Linked DNA regions of Macaca mulatta: regions 1 and 3 are each linked to region 2. Evidence: chromatin contacts called from public Hi-C data. All regions are on one chromosome and are shown on one strand. Each heading gives the region's core, a stretch centred on a gene start, on an enhancer-like site or on the middle of the called end of the contact. The rest is flanking DNA. Distances are from core to core; before and after follow the strand shown. Region 1 holds the start of NLN (neurolysin). Region 2 holds the start of ERBIN (erbb2 interacting protein). Region 3 holds the start of SREK1 (splicing regulatory glutamic acid and lysine rich protein 1).

Evidence for each region. Hi-C and Micro-C count contacts between places; a contact is called where the count stands out from the background.
Region 1: a Hi-C map of fetal cortex germinal zone shows a contact between it and region 2, with 2.9 times the contacts expected there. The contact joins the promoter of NLN here to the promoter of ERBIN in region 2. A contact is called at or near these places in 2 of 14 Hi-C or Micro-C datasets (fetal cortex germinal zone and fetal cortical plate).
Region 3: a contact with region 2 is called in a Hi-C map of fetal cortical plate, with 4 times the contacts expected there. The contact joins the promoter of SREK1 here to the promoter of ERBIN in region 2. A contact is called at or near these places in 3 of 14 Hi-C or Micro-C datasets (CD4 T cells, fetal cortex germinal zone and fetal cortical plate).

The regions. Positions count from the first base shown.
Region 1 is chr6:73,815,894-73,819,453 of T2T-MMU8v2.0, reverse strand. It overlaps NLN (neurolysin), which reads right to left and starts at 2,069. Exons shown (of 14, transcript XM_078004772.1): 1 at 1,898-2,069. SGTB (small glutamine rich tetratricopeptide repeat co-chaperone beta) reads left to right here and starts at 2,179. Exons shown (of 11, transcript XM_015140127.3): 1 at 2,179-2,371; 2 at 3,481-3,560. The coding sequence starts at 3,503.
Region 2 is chr6:74,026,403-74,030,313 of T2T-MMU8v2.0, reverse strand. ERBIN (erbb2 interacting protein) reads right to left here and starts at 2,070. Exons shown (of 26, transcript XM_078004796.1): 1 at 1,055-2,070.
Region 3 is chr6:74,257,760-74,261,488 of T2T-MMU8v2.0, reverse strand. SREK1 (splicing regulatory glutamic acid and lysine rich protein 1) reads right to left here and starts at 1,858. Exons shown (of 12, transcript XM_015140151.3): 1 at 1,621-1,858. The coding sequence starts at 1,781.

The sequences.
Region 1 (3,560 bases), core at 820-3,319, 210 kb after region 2:
TGACTCAGCAATTTTCACTTCTAGGTACATACGGTATCCCAAAGAATTAAAAGCAGGGATTCAAACAGACATGTGCACATTAACGATCATAGTAGTAGTATTCACAGTAGCCAAAAGGTGGAAGCAACCCAAATGTCCAGACAAATGGATAAACAAAATGTGATATATACATACAATGAAATATTATTCAGTTTTAAAAAGGAAATCCTGACACATGCTTCAATATGAATAAACCTAAAAAACACTATACTAAATAAACCAGACTCAAAAGGACAAGTATTGTATAATTCCACTTATATAAGGGACCTGAAATAGTCAAATTCATAAAGAAAAAATAATGGTTAACCAGGGCTTTGGGGAGGAAGTAATGGGCAGTTATTATGTAATAGGTACAGGATTTCAGTTTGGGATGATGACAAAGTTCTGGAGATGGACAGTGGTGTTGGCTGTACCTCTCAATTGCACACTTTAAATTGTACCCTTAAAAATTATTAAAATGGTAAATTTTGTTATATCTTACCACAATTTTAAAAACAAAACCCCACAATGTTACTCTTCTCACTGATGGGGGGGGGGGTGGTTTGGAAAATAGTTATTTTTCATTAAAATCATTATTTAGGCACGTAGCCTATTTATTACTGTTTTGTAAATTAACAAATACTTAAAATTTTTCCAGCTTTAATGTCTAATATGGTAAATATAAACATATATACCATACAAACAGAAGCTCTTAGGTCCACGGTAATTTTTGAAAGGTAAAGGGGCCCTGAGAATAAAAAGTTTGAGAATTGCTCTTATATGAAGATTTATTTCCTCTTCTCACACCTGCATTATGTGAAGATCTTCATTTCTTGGTATAACTTCATTTGACAGTTATATCGATTGCAGCCTGGAGACCAGCAAAAAACGACAGGCTGAAATATCACAGATCATCACATTAACTCTTTGTAATTACCACTGTCGCCTGCCTGCTCCCTAACTCTACGGACTGAGCAACAAAAAGCTCCATCCATTCAGAGGAGTGGCAATGTGCAAAAGGGAACTGTAGAAAGCTTAAATGCTGACATGTTACAAAGTAGTTTTGTTGATAGCTAGCAAGAAGCACACATTTTCTTTTTTCTGTTGAATCTTCATTTGGATTTACAGTCCTGGGCAGATTTGGAAACGGGGATGGTGGCGGCATTGTTTCCGAAAACCAGCGCATTCGTGCAAAGAATCTAATTCCCTCACCATCTTGCTACTGGTCTGTTGCAGTGGGGTGTGGTTAGAGGGCTAGGAAGCAATCCAAAACAGCAGCTCAGGCTGCCCAAGGCCGTGTACAAGCGATCATTTTCTCCATTTTGGGCCAGGTCAATTTGCACCAGCAAGAGGCAGAATGTTTGTTTCATGGGGAGGAGGAAAATAAAAAAGGAAGTTAGAGAGCATGGACGGAAATAAGCAACACCACCAAAGAGGTTTCATCTCAGGTGGATGTTAAACGATTGGAACGCTAATAATGGGCGCAAGGAGCAAACAAAATTGTTCTGAGTCCACAGCTGCGGCACTTTTAATGACAGGTGTGCAGTTCTGCATTGGGGTTGAAAGTGAAATGATTTTCTTATCCAAACTATTTGCATTCATTTTGGGCCGCGTCTGTGACCAGCCTCGCTGACTGCGGCTGAGGCAGTCCCAAACAAAGGGGAATGGACGTCCTCCCGAGGGAGCGGAGGCGGGAAAGGTGGCCCCAGGTGGCCGCGCCAGGTGTGCCCAGGGGTCCACTTTGCAAGCCGCGGGGAGGGTGCGTCCCAGGAGCGTAGGAGAGGCGCGGTCGGGAAGGGTTGGGTCCGGGCTCCAGGCACCACACGGCGAAAGACCCCGCCCTGCCCACGGCCAAGGTTAACCCGCGCGCTGGAGGTACCTGCGGAGGCTTCGCACAGCCAAAAGGCACCGGGCGATCATGGGAGCGCTGAGAGGCTGGCGGCGGTGGGCGCGTGGTCCTTCAGCGTGGCGCGACAAGGCGTGCGGCAGCGCCTCGGCGCCCGGGAGTCGCGAGCCGGCCTAGCCGCAGAGGCCACAGTGGCTGCCGGGCCAGCGCCCTCCCACGTGCGGCAGCTCCACGCCGGCGCCTACCAGCCCCGCCCCGCGCCGTGCCCCGCCCCAGCCCGCGCGTCCGGCCCCGCCCCAGGGGCGGTGCTGGCCAGACCCGGCCGCTGGAGCTAGAGCACAGCCGGGTGGGCTCTGGGGTTGGCGCCCTGGGGGCCGGGGAGGTTTGCGCCGCCTCGCCCAGTGCTGCGATCCCGAGCCAGGCTTCAGCCCCGAGGACTAGGGGTCGGGCGGGCCGGCCTACGGAACCCCGCGGGCCAGCAGCCGTCGTCTCGCGTCCTCCTGCTTGGTAAGGGGGCTTCTGTCTGGCGAGGGTGCGCCTCCCTCCGCCCCGGACCGAGGCCCGCACTGGCACTCGCTGCACACCGGGCAGGGCCGAGGCAAGGCCGGGTGCCGGAGGGAGGACGGGAGGGAGGGGGAGCTCGATGCGCTCTGGGGAGAGGAAGGGGGAGAAGCCTGGACGAGGCTGGGCATCTCTTTCCCTCTTTGCACCCCCTTTTCCCCCCTTTCTGTTTTTACCTTCTGCCCTGGGGCCTTATTTATTGCTTGTGACCCCGTGGCCTAGAGGCTGACATCGCCTTTAAAATAACTACACAAATCATAAACATTATAGCGGCGGGTACCACACCCTGGCTTTGAATTAGGGAACCTGGGGAACAGATGGATGATGCGATTTAGTGGAAATCAGCCATGAATGCCGGCTGGCCCTGCGCCACTGTTTGGATGCGATAGTATTCCATGTGAATGAACATGACCGGGAGCTTCCAGCTTGTCCACGAGAGCACAGCCTCTGCAGGGAGCGCCGGTCGACTTGTAGTATCCATCGACTTGGGCAGCGATTTCCTGACATGTCTGCTGATTAAATAGAAATGCCATTTTTATTAAGAACGACACTCACCAGTTGAACAACCTTTCGCGAATGTGTTTCCTCATCAAATAACTCTCAACCTACAAAAAGTAGGTAGTGTACATTATTAATACTTTTTTTAGGTCCCATGAAATAGAGGAAGATGCTTGGTTATAGATCAGCTTTTAGTCAGCAGTATGAAAGCCTCTCAACTTAGTACTGAGGCCTTTAGGGGATTTCGGTATGGTGAGATACTCAGTGACAGTCTAAGCTTATGCTGTACTTGTTTTGAAGACATTTTTACTTGTTCCAAGATTTAACATACTCTTATACCACTGGGTATTAATGAAAATATGTAATAAATTACCTTCACAATACTTTGTGCTCTCCTGACTCTTAAAAAAAAAAAAAAAAGATGAAAGGTCATACAGTTTTGTGTTTTGTTTTTACCTTTAATACAGTTTATAACCCGTATCATCTTTGTAATTTATGACTTTTCTGATTGATTCTTCAGAATAACTTAGTTCAGTGTTTTCATTTTTCTTATCAAGGAAAAGTGTTTAAGCTTCTAAAATGTCATCTATCAAGCACCTGGTTTATGCGGTTATTCGTTTCTTACGGGAACAAAGTC
Region 2 (3,911 bases), core at 821-3,320:
GCTTTGGGTTTGCTGCTATCAAAACTAGTCCCCATTGGTTCAGAAGTGTTCATAGCTCTGACTGGTGGAATGTCTGCCATGCTTCATGAATCCTGTCCCCACAGATGTAGGCAGAACCTACCACTATTTATGCAGAACCGACCAAAAACATTTGGGCCAACACAAAAATGTAAATACCATACTACTCAAAAAGCATAGCTTTTTATCACAATCACTGTGATTCCCTTGAAAATCGTTTCAAGCGTTTTACTTCCCTTCCCATATAGTCTGTTCTGAACTGCACAGAAGTCCTATCAAACGTCTTACAGGTTGTTGTTATTATTGTTTAATTATGTCTCTCTCTTTATTATTAGTCCTTACTCCTTTTTTCTTCGTAATGGATCAGTTACAAGAAAAGTCTAGTCGATACTTGCTTTCAATTAAACAAGTTATACAGCGCTAAACGTCTGAAAAAAAACAATTACACACAACTAAAGAAATATATTACCCTGAAAAACAACTAAGAATGGCAAGATTTTTTGGTTTCTAAAATCTAACTAAATATACTGATCATAGTTGGAAATAAAACAATAAAAACCTCTATATACGATTAACGCAAGCGCCAATATAATCGGTAGGAGTATAAACAAACGCGGCAGCCATCTCAATAACAGCAAATCACTCGCTGCAGCGACCAAACTTTCTTCTCAAACAGAAGGTACCAGGCTGAGCAACTTAATATACACTCTATACGTTCCAGAAAGCCAAAACTTCTGGCCCCTGGGAACAAAGGCACTCCTTCTTCGGATTGCTGAAAACTTTTTGTCCCACCGCATTCTTACAACCTCTTCCAAAAAATCCAAAGTCCAGATGGTGGGGCGGGGAGGGGGGAGAGGGGAGACAGGGGGGTTGCAGTTCGATTATTTAGCCTCTCAATTATTATCCGCTTCGATATGAAGAGAGGAAGATTTAGGGTAACTTGGAGAAAAGTGAAAAACACTAAAAGATCATCTCTTTTCCAAGTCACAAAGTCCCATGAACTTTGTGACTCAGAGACACTTTTCGTGAAAATTACCTTTCGGCGCGACAGCGTCTCAGGGCAGCTTTTTCAAGGCTTCGCTTGACATGATTTCCTTGCCTTCATTAGTCACTTTGGATCCAGCTGAATTTCTCTCTCGGGTGAGAGCGGATGTGGACTGGCCTCCCGCAGAAGAGTAGGTGGCTTTGGTGGGGGTTGGGGTGCGGGCTGGCTTCCTGGTCTCTAGTTTTGCAGGAGTTTCCCAGCCCCAACTAGGATCTCCGCCGAAAAAAAAAAAAACTTTTCACTCGTGACACTGCCCGGAATTGCAGTGCGAAACTCACTTCCTGCCTTGGCGAGAAGCAGAATCCAGCTCCGTCCAGGGGAACCCGGAAAACCAGCTCAACGCGCACCGGGGAGGGGGAGGGGAAGGGACAGCCGCCGGGAGCCTCGGGCTCCGGGCAACCGGCGCGCCCCGCACACCGGACGGCAACGGCACCCGGCCGGCGGGGGCGAGGACACTGCCCGGGCGCTCGGCGAGCCTCGGCTGCGCTAGGCCGCCACCGCTTCCTCTCTGCCGCCCCCAGAGCCGGGCGGCAGGGTTATTGTCTCGATAGAGCTTGCCGCGCCCTTCGTCCGCGACGCCGCTGCCGCCGCCACCCGGAGCCGGAGCCGAGGAGTCGGGCAGGCTCAATGGCGGCCCCCTGCCCGGGCCGTCCGTCGGGCCGTCCGTCCTTCCGTCCGTCCCTCCCCGCTTTCCCTACTCGCCCTCGAACCCTCTTCTCCCTCTCCCGTTTTCCCGCCGCCGTCCCTCCGCTGCCCTGCTCGTTCTCCTTCCCCAGCGGCGGTGGCTCCCCGAGACGCGCAGGGGGCGGGAGCAGGCGGCAGCTCTGTCTTCTCACGAGCTTGCGGGGCCGCGGCAGGGGCCGAGGCTGCGTCCCGCGCCGCCGCGCCACATTCACTCGGGCGAGAGACCGCGAGGGGAGGGAGGATGGAGGGAGCGGAGAGAAAGGAGGAGGAATGGGGCAGGGGCGGAGGGGAGTTACTGCCTCACAAGCCGCGGCGGCAACAGCGCCACCGCCCCGGCCGCGACGGGTGAAGAGGCTGCGCGCCGCGGCTCCGCGGCGGGGGCGGGGGCGGGGCGGTCTCCCGCCGGCTTCGCCCCAACCGCCAACAGCCGGGCAGGAGGCCGGCGCGGGCCAGTCAGCGCGCGGGGGCGGTGCGGGCCGACGTCGGCGGCGGGGGGCGGTGGGCCGGGGGCTGTGGGAGGGGCAGCCGGCGGCCGTGGGTTCCCGTGAAAGGCGAGCCGTGAGGCCCGCTCCGGCCCAGGCTACCCGAGGCCTGTCTCCCGCCCGCTCCCCGACCCCGCACTCCCCCACTTCTGAGCCCCCCAAGGTGGGGAACGCTGGCGACGCCGACCCTGCTGTCTGCTAGCGGCCCCGCGCCCAGCCAGGGAGATAGCCCACAGGCCTCCGCCGCCCCGGCCGATGGAGTTTCTTTGTACGACAGTAATCGGTGCACAGGGGTTGTTGGAGTCCAGCCCTGATTTGAAGGCAGCAGGTATCTTGCAGCTGCAGCACTCCACCTTCCTCTAATGGCACGCTCAGGTCGCAGGAAACCACAGCGGCAGCGCGGCGCAGCTTCCCACGCCCGCCCTTCGAGCTTGTTCCCCAACGGCGCAGCTCAGCCTCCTCCAAGTCCCAGCCTGACACCGGCGGGGAGACAAAGCTGGCGCTGAGAGGGGAAAAAGGGCCCGCGAAATGGCCTCAAGATCGTGCCTTTGTTAGAGGAAACATGGGTACGCTCCGATGCGACGCAGGCTTCCAACCCCAGCGGTTGGGTGGTGGTGCAGTCGTTGAATTGCACTGGCCCTAATAATTCAGCCTGGCAGGGTTTGCGTTTATTGCGGAGAGAGACTCTTAAGCATTCTGTCAACACATATGGCAAATAGAAAGCCTCAACCATAACATTGTACAGTTTTTGCAGTTCTTGCTTTAAATATGTTCACAGAAAAGACGGCCTTGTTTTACCCAGAGAAGGAGCGTATTGCGGAGCAAACCATTCGCCACCCCCATTCTCTGCTGTACTTAACTGTGTACAGTGATGATAATTAGCCTGTGGGTCCCTGAAGTCTCTGGTTCAGTTCTTCCGTCTGTATTCCAGAGATAATTATTTATTACCAAGTTTGAATAAAGAGCTATATCCCCTACAGACTTTTTTTTTTTTTTTTTTTTGGCTTGCCAATGGAAAGAGTTCGTAAATTCCACCAAGTAATTATTTATCAAAATGAGTTGACGTTAGATACAAACACTTGAAATAACGCCGAAGATATTCAAGTTATTTTATTCAGATTGGGAGCATTTTTAACTACTTGAAGAACTGCTGGAATTAATACAGGTATTAGGTTATTTAGCATAGAGCAGAAGTTGAAGATTTACAGGTAGTACTGAAGTGTTCAGATATATTCAGTGCTGAATTAGAGGTAAGAGTATTCGCTGGAAGCTAGGAAATGACAGTAGCTATGCCAGTGTTACCAAGCTGGATATCTATTTTATGTGAAAATGAATCTTAACCATTGCATAAAAAGCTAAAGTTAACATATTGTACAAGCTATTTGTAATCATCGCTAGGAAGATTTCTTGCTCCATTTTCAAAAACCGCTTTGTGTCTGATCAGAACTCAGTGGCATAGCTCTGAACTGAAAGGGTCACTCTCCTAAGGCATCCCAGGATGGAATATCTCCCATACTAGTGGAAAACCAGCTAGATTCTGGGATTCCAGTGTTGCCTCTAATTTCAGGTTGATTCAAGACCCCTTTAAATGTGATGCCATAGATTCGAGTAAACCTAACCCTCCTCTCAAAACTTAAACAACTGATCAGGCCACTGCTTTAGGCTAAGACTTACCTTGGTCC
Region 3 (3,729 bases), core at 609-3,108, 230 kb before region 2:
GTTCTGAGAGCTTAAATTGAGATGGCTGAAAGCATTTCCAAAAGTTAATTAAAGCAATAATGCCATGGTTAATCAATCAAAATGTATGTGCGTGCACTTATGCAGTATTCTCGTCAAAAATGTACTACCTGAATCTCGTCATGAAGAAATATAAAGAGAGAGATATATATATGCACATATCTCTATATATCTCATCTATATAAACTCAGATTATGGGTCATTTTACAAGACAAAATGAACTACAGAACAAAATGTCAATGTCACGACTTTCAAATGTTTTAAAAGGTGACGGGACTGTACTAGATTAAAGGAGATAACTATTAATACATGGATTACTTGGCATATTCAAGGGAGACAGTATATCTAATTATATACTACATCAAAAACAGACAAAAAAGCATTATTAGAATAACTGGGGAAATTTTAATAATCAACTGTAGCCAAAAAAAGACAAAATGCTCGTGAAGGGAACATGGATGTTCAATGTATTACTCTTTCAACTTTTCTGTATGGATGAAATATTCCAAAACAAAAAGCAGACAAGAAAAACTTAAAAAGTAAAAAATAACCACACAACTTTGACATAGCTATGCAGCAGCACTGTTATAACCTAAGATAGAAAACTAAAGAAAAACAGGTCTAAATGCATCACTAGGAAATAAATCAATTTCTTTTTTAAAGAAAGAAATCTTGGGTAACAATTACCCCTTCCCTCAAAGGATTTTGATATAACGAACAAAAAACAGAGGATCTTAATACTGTAAGATCTACTATCAAAAAAAAAAAATGTTTATGTGTGCAAGAATGTGAACAACCTGCAAACCCCTTGCGAGTTTTCTAAATAGATAATATCGTACGAGGGAAATTTTACCATTCCAAAATACACCATCTGGGAAGTGGCCGCGAGCCGTGAATGCCAGCCAAGATCTGGATTTTAAATGTATACGGCAGGGATAACCCTGCACCGACTGACACTTTTTCTGAAAGCTCTGGGACAGTGTGACCTTTCAGGAGAAAAATTTAATCTGTTGCCAAAACGGCGAACAGACATATCTTTGGGAACATGGATGCGCTCGGTTAGATAAATCAAGATGCTAAGTTTTGTGTGACCGTCCTGGGAAACAAATACAGCCCCAGTTCCATCTTGTCATCAACAGCAGGCTTTCTCGTCAGCAAAACGGCCTGACACCAAGGCCTTAAAAACCGGACAGTGGCTCACGCGCGGTCTCCGCGATTTTCAGAGTGCAAAAACGCGATGAGGCGTTTGCCATAGGGCTGTTCCGGGCCCACCTGCGGCCATCTTAAGTTCGGGGGGAAATGAGGAGGAGGGGGCACGGAATTCGAAGACCCATGAGCTAACACAAGTCCCGGAGGCACGGAAAGGGCAACCATTCTAAATCCTTGGTAAGGGCTCCGTGCAGTAGTTAACCCCCCAAATCCGACTAGTAAGGAGAGCCGGACGGCGGAACCCGGTGCCGTAATCAAACATGGGCACTAAGGTAAGCCCGGGCGATCACGTGACACGCACCGCGCGCCCGCGTCCGCGCTCTCCCCCACGCCTCGGCTCCCGAGGTCTCTATGGCGCCCGCGCCCCTCCCCCAGCCGAGCACCAGCACTTACTCCGGGGGGTAGAGCCGCAGCTCCTCGATTTCTCCTAGGAAGGAAAAAAGCGTCCGCATCTGCTCACTGGTCACCGCCGACGACAGATTCGTCACCTGAATCACCGACGTGGGGGTGAGGCCGAAGCCTAAGCCCAAACCGAAGCCGCCGCCGCTGTTCATCCCGACCCCGCTGCCGCTGCCTTCCCGCTCCCCAACGTCTACGACGCGTCAGCGACGGAACCGGGAAAGCGGAGAACGCGCGGCCGCGAGCGCGCTCCCGCTGGCGAATTCACAGCGCCGGGCAGATCTAGCCGCCCATTTCACAACTCCCCTGCTCCCGGGGCTGCGCGCGCCAGCCGGAAGCGTCGCCCCGGCAACCCGGCGGGTCTCGCGGGGCTGCGGCTTCCTGCTCCCGGGTGCCTGGGGCTGTTGCTGCTGCTGGTTTCTCCGCGAGTGTTTTGTTTTTCGGTGTTTTTGTTTTCCCCAAAAGTCGATGCGAATCTTGTGCTCCTGTCTACCCGGTTCCTTCCGGTCTCGGACTGGGAAACCAAGCGGCCTGGCCTGCTGGTGCGGGACTGTAAAGGAGGAATGACTCTTGGGTAACACAGAAAAACACTTGACCAAACTATAGGGCATCCTTATCACATACAGGCAGCACCCCAACTCCAACTATTTAAAAAAATTGGCAAGCGTCCTAATTGTGAAAAAAACAAAATTTTACAAAATGTGTAGGTTCAGGTTGAATTAAGGAAAGAGGCAGTAAGATCAAGGTTTATAACCTGTATTTACTCGCTCTTTCCACAGGTATTGATGTTTATTGAGTGCTATGTCCCAGGCACTATGAGGCAAGGGCACGTAACAGACAGTTACAGACAGTTCACATAGAACTTGCAACCTAATGAGAGACAACAGTAGTGAGTCCAGGGCAGCTGCTCCCAAAATGCCCTCCGCAGATCCCTAAGGGTACCGAGACCTTTTCAGTGGGTTGGCAAGGTCAAAACGATTTTCATAATAATATTAAGAGTTTGTTGACCTTTTTCACTTTGTTGACATTTGCACTAGTAACGTGAAAGATTAAACTGCTGACACCTTAACAGCAATCAAGGCAGTGGCGCCAGTCTGTACTGGTAGTTGCATTTTGTATTCTTCACATCATACAACATTTCAGGTTTTAAAATATGCTAGTTTCACTTTAAAAATGTCCTTCATAAAGAACTAAAAATTATATATATATTTTCAAATCCATGCTTGCATACACGTCTTTTAAAGAATATGTGTGAAAAAATGGAAACTACTGCCGCTACATGCCCAAGTGAAATGGTTGTCTCCGAAAAAACACTAGTGTAGCTCTGAATTTTCACGGGAAAATACAAATTTTGTTACACATGTATCCACCAACTTAAGCTTGACAGCTTTCCAGTACTTAGAGACTTTTCTAGTAAGAGAAGCATGATATTAACAATTTATTTTTGACATTATATAATGAAATATGTCAACATTTTTGTGATTTTTACAACTTAGTGGACACCTATTATTCAAATGGCCAGTGGGTGCCGTTACAAAGGCAAAAAGATTCTGGTATGTGCAAGATAGACTGTTGGATTTCAGTACTTAATTGAAGTGGTTTCAGATTCAGTCCACACTGCAATGCAGGCTAAGAAACTACCACATGTAAGTTTGGTACAGTGTCAAAGAATAATATCTAGAACTACTTGGAAAGGCTATAAAATAGTTTTCCTTTTTCCAACACCTTATCTTTATGAGATCAGATTTCCCCCATATATTTCAACCAAAACATATCACAACAGATTGAATACACAAAAAACTCACGATCACAAAGAAGGAAACGTCAGACACTGGTCTACTTGAGGGTGGAGGGTGGGAGGAGGGAGAGGAGCAGAAAGTTATTGAGCACTGGGCTTAATACCTGGATGATGAAATAATCTGTACAACAAACCCCATGACATGAATTTACCTATGTAACAAACCTTCACATGTACCCCTGGATCTACAATAAAAGTTAAAAAAAATAAAGAATACATACATAGGAGAATTCAGCTGTCTTCTATTAAACCAGACATTAAAAAGTTTTGAAAAATGTAAAACAATGCCACTCTTCTCACCAATG